Regions from separate parts of the Macaca mulatta genome. Here region 1 is linked to region 2. A link is a contact called in public Hi-C data. All regions are on one chromosome and are shown on one strand. Each heading gives the region's core, a stretch centred on a gene start, on an enhancer-like site or on the middle of the called end of the contact. The rest is flanking DNA. Distances are from core to core; before and after follow the strand shown.

Region 1 (5,432 bases), core at 1,208-3,707, 150 kb before region 2:
CGGGCGCGGTGGCTCAAGCCTGTAATCCCAGCACTTTGGGAGGCCGAGGCGGGCGGATCACAAGGTCAGGAGATCGAGACCACAGTGAAACCCCGTCTCTATTAAAAATACAAAAAATTAGCCGGGCGCAGTGGCGGGCGCCTGTAGTCCTAGCTACTCAGGAGGCTGAGGCAGGAGAATGGCGTGAACCCAGGAGGCGGAGCTTGCAGTGAGCCGAGATCGCGCCACTGCACTCCAGCCTGGGCAACAGCGTGAGGCTGTCTCAAAAAAAAAAAAAAAAAAAAAAAACCATACTCTGGGACAGACTGGAGTGCAATGCCCTGATCACAGCGCACTGCAACCTCAACCACCTGGGCTCGAGCAATCCTCCCACCTCGGCCTCCTTAGTAGCTGGGACTGCAGGCATGCACCACCACACACAGCTAATTTTTTGTATTTTTTGTAGAGATGGGGTTTGGCCATGTTGCCCAGGCTGGTCTCCAACTCCAGGACTCAAGCAATCCACCCGCCTCCCAACGGGCTGGGATTACAGGCATAAGCCACTGCACCCAGCCAGAACTTTATATATTAAGGAACCTTCCAGCATTTCCAGATTAAAGTAAACAGGTATGATGGGCCCTGACACAACAAAAAGGGATTTGTGAACAAACAAGGAAACAACCTAAGTTTAATTGTAATTTGTTCCAATGATCAAATTATTGGGTCAATATATGCATAGTAATTCGCTTTAACTGGTATAGTCTTAGCATAGGTTGTTCGGAGATTAAGTTATGCTCCGAGGTCACCCCAACCAAAATTTTTAATGCAGGGGCAGTAGTTTAAGGCCTGTAGGCTTATTTGGGCTTTGTTTGCATTAATAAGTTAAAGCTTCAGACTGTAATACTGTAACTTTAATAGCCTCATGGTGGGGTCTTACTTTTTAACTAGGTTAAAAACTAGTCTTACTTTTTAACTATGCTGTTTGTACAAACTCAAAATGTCCAAAATTTACACTCGGTCAACGTAACTTCTCCTCTAAAGTTCCAGGTGCCAATTAAGAAAAAAAAAAACCCTCTACTTAATCACAGCTTGTACATCAAATAAATCTTTCATAAATTCGGCCCTTGAAATAATCCTGTGTGGCAAGTACAGCCACATTTTCACCTCTTCCTTAAACTTCTGCTACGTATGACTACATACTGCCTTATGCTATTAAACTTTTTTTTTTTTTTTTTTTTTTTTTTGAGACGGAGTCTCGCTCTGTCGCCCAGGCTGGAGTGCAGTGGCCTGATCTCAGCTCACTGCAAGCTCCGCCTCCTGGGTTCACGCCATTCTCCTGCCTCAGCCTCCCGAGTAGCTGGGACCACAGGCGCCCGCCAGCTCGCCCGGCTAGTTTTTTGTATTTTTTAGTAGAGACGGGGTTTCACTGTGTTAGCCAGGATGGTCTCGATCTCCTGACCTTGTGATCCACCCGTCTCGGCCTCCCAAAGTGCTGGGATTACAGGCTTGAGCCACCGCGCCCGGCCCTAAACTTTTCTTATGTCTCCATTTTTTCTTCTTGCCAAGTCTGTAAGCTAGACATGGGCAGCATTCTTTGTGCTCCCTTCCCCCGCAAATCTAGCAGGTGCTTTATTCACAAGGACTCAATATCTATTTCTTGAATATGTGAATCCTCATATTATCCAGGTAATCACACAAAAAGTGAGGTTAAAATTAATTGTTGGAGATCAAGAAGATCAGGTTTCTTAAGTTACTCTTACCTATATTAATTGTGGCTTGCCTGCTGATAACTTCGTGTGAAAGTGGCGTCAACTTGGTAACATCCTGCAATGAAATATATTTTAAAACATCGCACATAAAACAAAGCAGAACTTTTCCTTTGACTTTACGTTTGCCATCTATATCTCGCCACCATCTGCACAGCTTTCTACTACTTCTAAAGCGCCTTTCCTCTATCGGTAACTCTGTACTCCTATGGCTGGGAAGCTGTAAGAGCCCTTCATCATTACACAACAGACTACACCTCCACTAAACTATGGGATATCTGGGGATCAGAGGCTCCCCCAATCTTGGGAACATTAGCACTAAAAGTAATACAGACAAGACACTCCCTTCCCAGACGTTAAGAGGCTGAAACCATGACAATCAACATCAAGACTTCCAGCCGAATCCTCCAGAAGCTCGAAATCCCACGACCGTACACCTCTGCGCCCAGATCGTGGACTGGCCTGGGTACAGGCGGCGTGAGCATGGCTTAAGGCGCCCAGCTCCAGGTCTCCCTCCTGACCCAGGCTCCTGACCCATGCTCCCGACACTGACTAGTACCAATGCCACCGGGAGGCTCGGTCATCTCCACTCCCGAGCTCACTCTACATCCTCCCCAAGCAAAACCTCACCAACGTGGTGAGATCCTGACGCGAAAGATGCGGCTGCCCCAGAGTCACTCCAGCTTCTCCGCCCGCCATGTTGCCAGAAGAGGAAGGAAGTCACCCCGGCTGCCGCCTGATCGTCTGCAGGGGTCCTAGTGCGGGGCGGGGAAGCGGAGGCGGGAAGGCCGAGTAGGGGCTCAGGATGGCCAGTTCAGCAGCGGCCTCACTACTTGGACTTCTCTCCGCTTGAATCTGCACAGTGCCTGTCGGTAGGCTTACTGGAAAACACGGTGCAAAGTTGCTGGAGCAATTCGTCGCAGACCTGGTAGATATTTGTGCAGGCAATACTGAGGGCAGCCACCAAACCCCCGCCCCGCCCGGCCCGTGCGAGGCGGGTGATGCAACCCGGCGCGCGCGCTGGCCAGGGAGAGACCATTTCCGTTTCCTGTGGAGTTTCCCGAAACCTGGGAATCAGCTAGGGTGTGAGAACAGAAAAGAGGGAGTGTCCACCCCGCCCTTTTTTTTGAATACCGATTTCTGTAATTTAATAAGGCGAGATCGGCTCGGGGTCCGCGCCCACCTATGACGGGGCTCTTGGCTGGGAAAAGGCCGCGTGCTGAGCCCCGGCGGGTGGCGGGGCGGGCGCCCCCTCGCGGAGGTTTGGTGAAGGGCTCAGAGGGGCAGGGCTAGCAAAATCAAAGTCCCTAGCTTGTTCCCAGAGAGTGATTTCTAGGGCCCGGGAGGTGGGCCTTGGTGACGTTAGACTGCGTTCCCAGTGAATTTAGCTAGGTGTCGTGAGAGCATCTAAAGTGCGCTGTTTTGTTTTGGTTTTTTTTCTTAAAGAAGTAGGTCCAAAAAAACCTCGATTACCGATAAATCGGTATTTTAAAATTTAAAAATCCTTGACACCTTAACCCACTTTTCGTCGTGTTGAAAAGCAGTTGAGTGATTTTTTTTCTCTGTGCATTTCTATACAAATTTTGTCATAAACAGCTATTTCCTTTTTTGTTGTTTGCAATAAATTTATTTACATAAAAACGTGTGAGACAACTATTATGCAAAATTATAGTAAAGAGAAGTGAAAAGATAATATGAAAGCCACAATGACGAATACTGAGAAGCCAAGCTCACTTTACAATACTTGTAAGTAGTCATCAAGTTAGCTTTTAGGAAATAAATATTATTAATGAGGCCGGGCACGGTGGCTCACGCCTGTAATCCCACTACTTTGGGAGGCCGAGGCGGCCGGATCACGAGGTCAGGAGTTCGAGACCAGCCTGGCCAATATGAAACCCCGTCTCTACTAAAAATACAAAAAAAAAAAAAAAAACACACACAAAAATTCGCCAGGCGTGGTGGTGGGTGCCCGCAGTCGCATCTACTCGGGAGGCTGAGGCAGGAGAATGGCGTGAACCCAGGAGACGGAGCTTGCAGTGAGTGTGCTGAGATGGCGCCCCTGCACTCCAGCCTGGGTGACAGAGCGAGATTCCGTCTCAAAAAAAAAAAAAAAAAAAATATATATATATATATATATAAAATAAATGAAATAAAAGGGAAATTGGGGAAAATGAGGGGCAATATGAGAAGTGAAGAAAAATTCATTAAGGTGATAATTTCTCTGCTACCTCTCTTTTTTTTTTTTCCCGACTTTTAAGTTCAGGGGTGCATGCGCAGGATGTTTGTTACATAGGTAAACTGTGTGCCATGGTGGTTTGCTGCACAGATCATCCCATCACCCAGCTATTTTTTTTTTTTTTTTTTTTTTTGAGACGGAGTCTCGCTCTGTCGCCCAGGCTGGAGTGCAGTGGCGCGATCTCGGCTCACTGCAAGCTCCGCCTCCCGGGTTCACGCCATTCTCCTGCCTCAGCCTCCCGAGTAGCTGGGACTACAGGCGCCCACAACCGCGCCCGGCTAATTTTTTGTATTTTTAGTAGAGACGGGGTTTCACCGTGGTCTCGATCTCCTGACCTTGTGATCCGCCCGCCTCGGCCTCCCAAAGTGCTGGGATTACAGGCGTGAGCCACCGCGCCCGGCCCCATCACCCAGCTATTAAGCCCAGCATCCATTAGCTATTCTTCCTGATGCTCTCCCTTCTCCCACCCCCAACCCTCGGACAGGCCTCAGTGTGTGGTGTTCCCCCGCATGCTTCCATGTGTTCTCACTATTCAGCTCCCACTTATGAATGAGAATATGCGGTATTTGGTTTTCTGTTCCTGCGTTAGTTTGCTGAGAATAATGGCTTTCGGCTCCATCCATGTCCCTGCAAAGCATATGATCTTGTTCGTTTTTATGGCTGCATGGTATTTCATGGTGTATATGTACCACGTTTTGTTTATCCAGTCTATCATTGATGGGCATTTGGGTTGATTCCATGTCTTTGCTATTGTGAATAGTGCTGCAGTGAACATATGTGTGCATGGATCTTTATAATAGAATGATTTATATTTTGGAGGCTATATACCTAGTAATGAGATTGCTTGGTCAAATGGTATTTCTTCCTCTAGGGCTTTGAGGAATTGCCACTCTGTCTTCCACAATGGTTGAACTAATTTACACCCCCACAAATAGTGTAAGAGCGTTCCGTTTTCTCCACAACCTCACCAGTATCTTTTGTTTTTTGACTTTTTAATGATCACCATTCTGACTAGTCCGAGGTGGTATCTCATGTGGTTTTGATTTGCATTTCTCGAATTATCAGTGATATTGAGCTTTTTTTCCGTGTTTCTTGGCCGCATGTATGCCTTCTTTTGAGAAGTGTCTGTTTGTGTCCTTTCCCCAATTTTTAATGGAGTTGCTTTTTATAAACAGCTATTTCAAACCAGAAAAAAATGTAAGGACAGGTGAATAGATAAGAATTTAGGTTTTCTGGGCCAGGTGCGGTGGTTCACGTCTGTAACCCCAGCACTTTGGGAGGCCGAGGTGTGCTGATCAGTTGAGGTCAGGAGTTCGAGACCAGCCTGATCAAAATCCTGACCTGGCGAAAACCCTTTCCTAAAAAATAGAAAAATTACCTGGGCGTGGTGGCACGTACCTGTAATCCCAGCTACTCGGGAGGCTGATGCAGGAGAATCGCTTGAACCCGGG
Region 2 (5,999 bases), core at 2,856-5,355:
GATGGACGACTACGCCCTAGAAAAAGAAACTTCCTTCTCTGATCTTTGCTTGAACCAGGCTCATCCAGGTCAAGTCAGAATTATTCTACTTTTGGTCATATCCCAGCACTGGCAGGTTGTAGGGGTCTCCTCCTTCATACCTTCTCACTCCGTCATTACCCCTTACAGTGCTATGTACAAAGACAGGTACTCCTGCATAATGCTACCCATTGGCTGGCAAAATGCAAGCTACAAGATATAAAGAAGAAAAGGCTAGGCCAGGTGCAGTGGCTCACGCCTGTAATCTCAGCACTTTGGGAGGCCGAGGCGGGAGGGATCACCTGAGGCCAGGAGATCGAGACCAGCCTGGCCAACATGGTGAAACCCCGTCTCTACTAAAAATATAAAAATTGACATGCATGGTGGTGCACGCCTGTAATCTCAGCTACTCGGGAGGCTGAGGCAGGAGAATTGCTTGAATCCGGCAGATGGAGGTTGCAGCGAGCCGAGATCGCACCACTGCACTCCAGCCTGGGCGACACAGCGAGACTCCATCTCAAAAAAAAGGAAAAAGCCTGAAGTATGGAGACAAACCTTTGAATCCTATCTGATGCCATTTATTAGCTGTTAACTTTCTTCAAGCCACTTACCTTCTGCCGGTTGCTACTATTTCATTTATAAAATATAAAAATTGTTTCACAAGGTTGTATCAGGATCGAGTAGATGTGTGTTAATATGCTTTGTAAATTAGAAAATGCAATTATAATTATTCAATTTGAAAGTAATTTTAAAACACAAAATCTCTGATTTACAAAACAAGAAGCATTTGAAATTATCTGGATAAGTACTGTTTGGAAACTGTACAGTTGTGGAAGATAACACAAGGCAAAATACGGGTACTTACGATAGTAATGATCTTGAATTTGGTGCATTTGCGAAACGTACTCTGCGAACTTTTCCTAAGGATTTTGTACCTGATTTCAGAATACCTTTACCTGGTACATTTGAGGAACGGTTCATTTTCCCTCCAATGAAGTAATCTGAAAGTACATAAATTAAGCCTTTGAGGTCATAATTTATACTATTACACTGTTTGGACAAGACTCAAGTGCCTTATGATTGTTGTACTAATTCTGAATCCTTTAAAAAAGAAGGCATTGGGGCCGGGCGCGGTGGCTCAAGCCTGTAATCCCAGCACTTTGGGAGGCCGAGACGGGCGGATCACGAGGTCGGGAGATCGAGACCATCCTGGCTAACACGGTGAAACCCCGTCTCTACTAAAAAAAATACAAAAAACTAGCCGGGCGAGGTGGCGGGCGCCTGTAGTCCCAGCTACTCGGGAGGCTGAGGCAGGAGAATGGCGTGAACCCGGGAGGCGGAGCTTGCAGTGAGCTGAGATCCGGCCACTGCACTCCAGCCTGGGCAACAGAGCGAGACTCCGTCTCAAAAAAAAAAAAGAAGGCATTGGGGATCTCTTAAAGTTGCTTACAGTTTACATTGTGTACTAAAAATATTATATGGTATATGGAAAAGACAAATAAATCTATCCACAGCCTTATAACTGGTCTGTCTCCAGTCTTTTTCTCCTCTTATTCATCTTCCACACTACACCCGGAGTTAACTTTTTAACTCAATAATTCAATCTCATCACTCCCCAGCTGTCTACCAACAAGCTCATTGAGGGCAGGAGGCATCTTGTTGACTATGGAGTCCTCAGTGCCTAGCACAGCGGAGAGTTTTTACATGTTTGTCTAAAAACGTTTTGTCCCAGTTTTATCATCAAATAGCAGTGAGACTTTGAGCAAGTCACTTAACCTCTCAGTGGTTCAGTTCCCTCCTTGGTAAAGTGAGAGGGTATACACTAAATTTCTGATTCCACCTCCAACTTTCTATTCTTTAAAGCATCCAATCTGGATGCAGTAATACTCCAATTTGGATGCAGCTCCCAAATTCTTAGTCACTGCTTGGTCTTTGTTACTAAACCAGGGGCTCGTTATCATTTCTTTTGGTGCCATGGACCCCCTAGGGACAGATCTCTTTAAAACGCATAACATGGCCGGGCGCGGTGGCTCACTCCTGTAATCCCAGCACTTTGGGAGGCCGAGACGGGCGGATCACGAGGTCAGGAGATCGAGACCACCCTGGCTAACACGGTGAAACCCCCGTCTGTACTAAAAATACAAAAACTAGCTGGGCGGGGTGGCGGGCGCCTGTAGTCTCAGCTACATGGGAGGCTGAGGCAGGAGAATGCCGTGAACCCGGGAGGCGGAGCTTGCAGTGAGTGGAGATCGTGCCACTGCACTCCAGCCTGGGCGACAGAGTGAGACTCCGTCTCAAAAAAACAAAAAACAAAACAAAAAAAACCGCATAACATACATAGGATTACAAAGTGTTCCAATTATACTGAAATCATTAAAATATTTTTTAAAACAAAATTATAGTAAATGTGTCTTAATGCATTAAATGAGCTCTAATGACTACTGTATTTTTGAAGCAGTAATGAGCGTAAATATTTCAAGATCTCTGACACGACTGCAAGGTAACATGAAAATATCTGTGCTTTCTATTGATGACAAAGTCATCAATGCTAATACTACTGTGGCTTGTTGTCTACACTATAATTGAAAGAAACAAAGTTCAGTTAGAGGTTAGTGAAAATGAAGTTGTCATTTTTTCCCCCATACAAGTTCGCACACCCCATGAATTAAGACCTTCTGCCCTAATTTATCAATATGTTTCACACTTTTACGTATGTGTGATGTTACACTGCTGATGCAGAGAGCCTTCTGAGTCTATTCAATATTTCTCCTTGGGGATGCCTTGGAATATACAATCCTCTTAAGAAAGAGAAAAGCAGCCCTTAACATCTGGGAGTTGGCTGGCAGTCACAGCTGGGCCTTGGTGTTACCACTGCTTCCTAACAACACCCGATCCAGAGCAAAGCTCCTGCTTCCTTGAACGTACCCCAAAATCACCGAACCAAAGCCCAAATCCTATAATAAATCTAACTCTTTTACTGAAATATGCCACTGTGTTCCTACATGTGCGTTCTCCTTGGAGCAATGAGAAACCCATTTTCTTCAACTACAGGTGTGCCCCTAGTGGTCTTTGGCTGGAGGGCAGTGGCACATCACTGCACAAATTCCAAATTTTTCCAGATGCCCGCCCGGATAGGGCTTACACTTTTTATAGGATTAGGGCAGAAATACAGAATGAAATAGGAAATACATCCTCATTATGAGACAGTGAAACAATTGTTTTGGCTAGAACACAGGTTTCAAAGGCAGACTAATGGGTTTGGATCCTAGCTTCCCACTTTCTGTGTGGTCTCGTACAAATTACTTCTATGTGCCTCAGTTTCTTCATGTATGTATTGGGAATAATAACCATGCCCACCTACTTCCGTCGTTGGAAAGATTAGATAAATGTGAATAAAGAACTTAGATCATGACTGCGCATATCAAAGTGCTGTATCAGTGCTTGTTACTCTTGTTAATAAGATAATTATTGCCATTATCATTTACTTCTACAAGTATTAAGGGACAAACATTTGATTCCCAGAGAGGAGGCTTACCGCTTGTTTCTTAAAGGGAAAAAATAAGGTCAGAGCCTTTTCCGATTAAAGGACACAGCATATTAGTTTAAATTTAAAACCTGAGAAACCTCCAGTCCACGGTTAAAACCTTTCGTAAGATAAATCCAGGCCGCCAACCGGCGGCTTCCGGCTGCGAGGCTTTCGAAGTCGCCCGAGACCCTCCAAGCGCCCCCTCCCGGCAGCCTCTGCTCACAGAAATCCCAGTCCACGCCGCTGGGCGCCCGGTCGCCGCGGCAAAGACAGTTTCCCAGCGCCGCGCGACGCCAGGCACCTCCCTCCTCGCGCCTCCGCGTACCACCCACACAGAGCCGGCGCTTTCTTGCCGCCTAGCAACCGCCGACGCAGGGGCGGAGCCTCTTGGAGGGCGGGGTTTGCGTTCATCCGCCGCCCGGGCGCGACGCGCTGCAGCTCAGCGACGCGGCTTCTAGAACGGGGTGATTGAACTAAGCCTTCGCCGCACCGAGTTTGCAGTACGGCCGTTACCCGCACCGCGGCCCGCTTGCGGTTGGAGAAATCAAGGCCCTACCGGGCCTCCGTAGTCACCTCTCTGTAGTGGGCGTGGCCGAGGCCGGGGTGACCCTGCCGGAGCCACCGCTGCTAGCGACATGTTCAAGGTGAGAGCGTGGAGCCGGGTCACAGCTGTCACCGCCCCCTCCCGGCTGCCCGAGCCCTCCCCGCGCTCTCTTGGGGCCTCTCCGCAGGCCAGGCCCGAGGCTTTTCCCGCCACTGGGCCGGCTGCGTCCCGGCCCCGCGGTTCATTCACTGGTCTACTGTGGATGAGCGGCTGCCGGGCGGAGGCGAGAGACCCCCGGGTGGGTGGGGGGCGGCCCTTTGGGTTGTGCTTTCGTGAATTAAACACTTTGAAAATGTAAAGTGCCTTCCCCCAAAGTACCCATCCCTTCGGCTGGTGCCCTCTTGGGATCGTGGGTAGGGGGAGGCCAGCTCAGGGCACTGCGGGGTTCGCGGCTTTAGTTGCCTGGCAGGGTCAGGTTTCAGAACCTGATGTGTGGATGGGGGAGGGTCATTTTAGGAGAAGCTGTGCAGGGTATGGGGGAGGCTGGGGTGGGATGGCTGGGTGACGACGAAAGCTGGAGCTTTGCTCCACTCCCCAGGGAACATTATTTAATACGGACCAGTGGACCCCCTTCCCTGCGTTTTGTGAACTCGTGTCCTTTGGGAAAAAAATAGACTTTTACAATGAAGACTTAATTTCGAAAATCTGCACTGTAGTATAAAGCCATTATTCTACTTTTTAAAAAGTAAATTATATGTATTTTGTCATAAAAAATCACAGGCTACCAGAAATTAATCTACAAAATTGAGTCTTCAAGAAGCATAGTACCCATAAAATAGTGCTAATGAAATCTCAGAATTGTAGTATTCATTTAAAAGTTTTGTTGAGCTCTGCAATGTGCTTTGGGTACGTTAATAAAGGCTGTAAAATCAGAACATGCATTCTGCCTTCTAGTCCTGGCATTGCCACTTTCTAGCTGTGTGACCTTGGGCAAGTCACTTACCTTCTCTGTGCCTATCTTCTTTTTTGGTGAAATTGGTGTAAAAACATCTACCTCATAGGGTTGTTATAAGGAGTAAGTAAGTTGGTATGTGTAAAGCACTTGGAAAAGGCCTAGTATTTGCTCTTACTCTGTTTTCAGGCAGCTCACAGTTTAGTCAGGAAGACAGATCCTATAATCAACATTCATTTGATAAATTTGTGTATTAAACACCTGTTATGTGCTAGGAGCTCAGCTCCATTTCAGGGTTACGACAAGGAAAGATATGCTGTGGCCAGTTTAACTATATGTGTACCAACACTGTAGTAAGGTAGTGAAAAGGAGAGCAGGATCCACTTGGCTTAACCAGGGGTTCCTAACCTGGGGCCCTCAGCTCCTCAAAGGACCTGCACATAAATTTCAGGGGGTCCCTGAACTCTGATGGTGAAAAAATATAACTATTTTTAGCAATCTCCAATTGGAATTGAGCACTTCCTTTAGTTATGGGTAATGTTTCAATTATCTATTGTTGGGTAACAAATCACTGCAAACCAGTGCCTTAAAACAAGAATTGTTTCTCAAAATCTATGGGTTGGCTGGGTAGTTCTGCTGGTGGCTTGACTGAAAGTTGGCCTCACTCGCATGTCTGGGGGCTTGGTGCCCCTCCGTGTGCCTAGCTTGGACTTCCTCACTTGGTTACTGACTTCCAAGAGGGCAAGTCCCAAGGCACAAACACAGCATCATGTTTGCTGATGTCAAAACAAGTCACGCAGCCAAGTCCAGAGTTGATACAGTGGGGAACTACACAAGGTCATAGACATGAGTTGGTGCACTTCACTGGGGCCATTCATTTTACAAGCTCCTACCTTAACAAACCACAGTAGTATTAGCAGTACCTGTTACCAGTGGAAGTCACAGTATCAGCACAAGTC

Evidence for each region. Hi-C and Micro-C count contacts between places; a contact is called where the count stands out from the background.
Region 1: a Hi-C map of liver shows a contact between it and region 2, with 6 times the contacts expected there. The contact joins the promoter of EIF2S3 here to the promoter of CXHXorf58 in region 2. A contact is called at or near these places in 2 of 14 Hi-C or Micro-C datasets (fetal cortex germinal zone and liver).

What each region holds. Positions count from the first base shown.
Region 1 is chrX:23,854,958-23,860,389 of T2T-MMU8v2.0, reverse strand. EIF2S3 (eukaryotic translation initiation factor 2 subunit gamma) reads right to left here and starts at 2,457. Exons shown (of 12, transcript XM_001089902.5): 1 at 2,376-2,457; 2 at 1,740-1,803. The coding sequence starts at 2,444.
Region 2 is chrX:23,701,224-23,707,222 of T2T-MMU8v2.0, reverse strand. It overlaps CXHXorf58 (chromosome X CXorf58 homolog), which reads right to left and starts at 4,105. Exons shown (of 9, transcript XM_077988325.1): 1 at 3,554-4,105; 2 at 884-1,019. The coding sequence starts at 999. APOO (apolipoprotein O) reads left to right here and starts at 3,944. Exons shown (of 9, transcript NM_001257632.1): 1 at 3,944-4,188. The coding sequence starts at 4,180.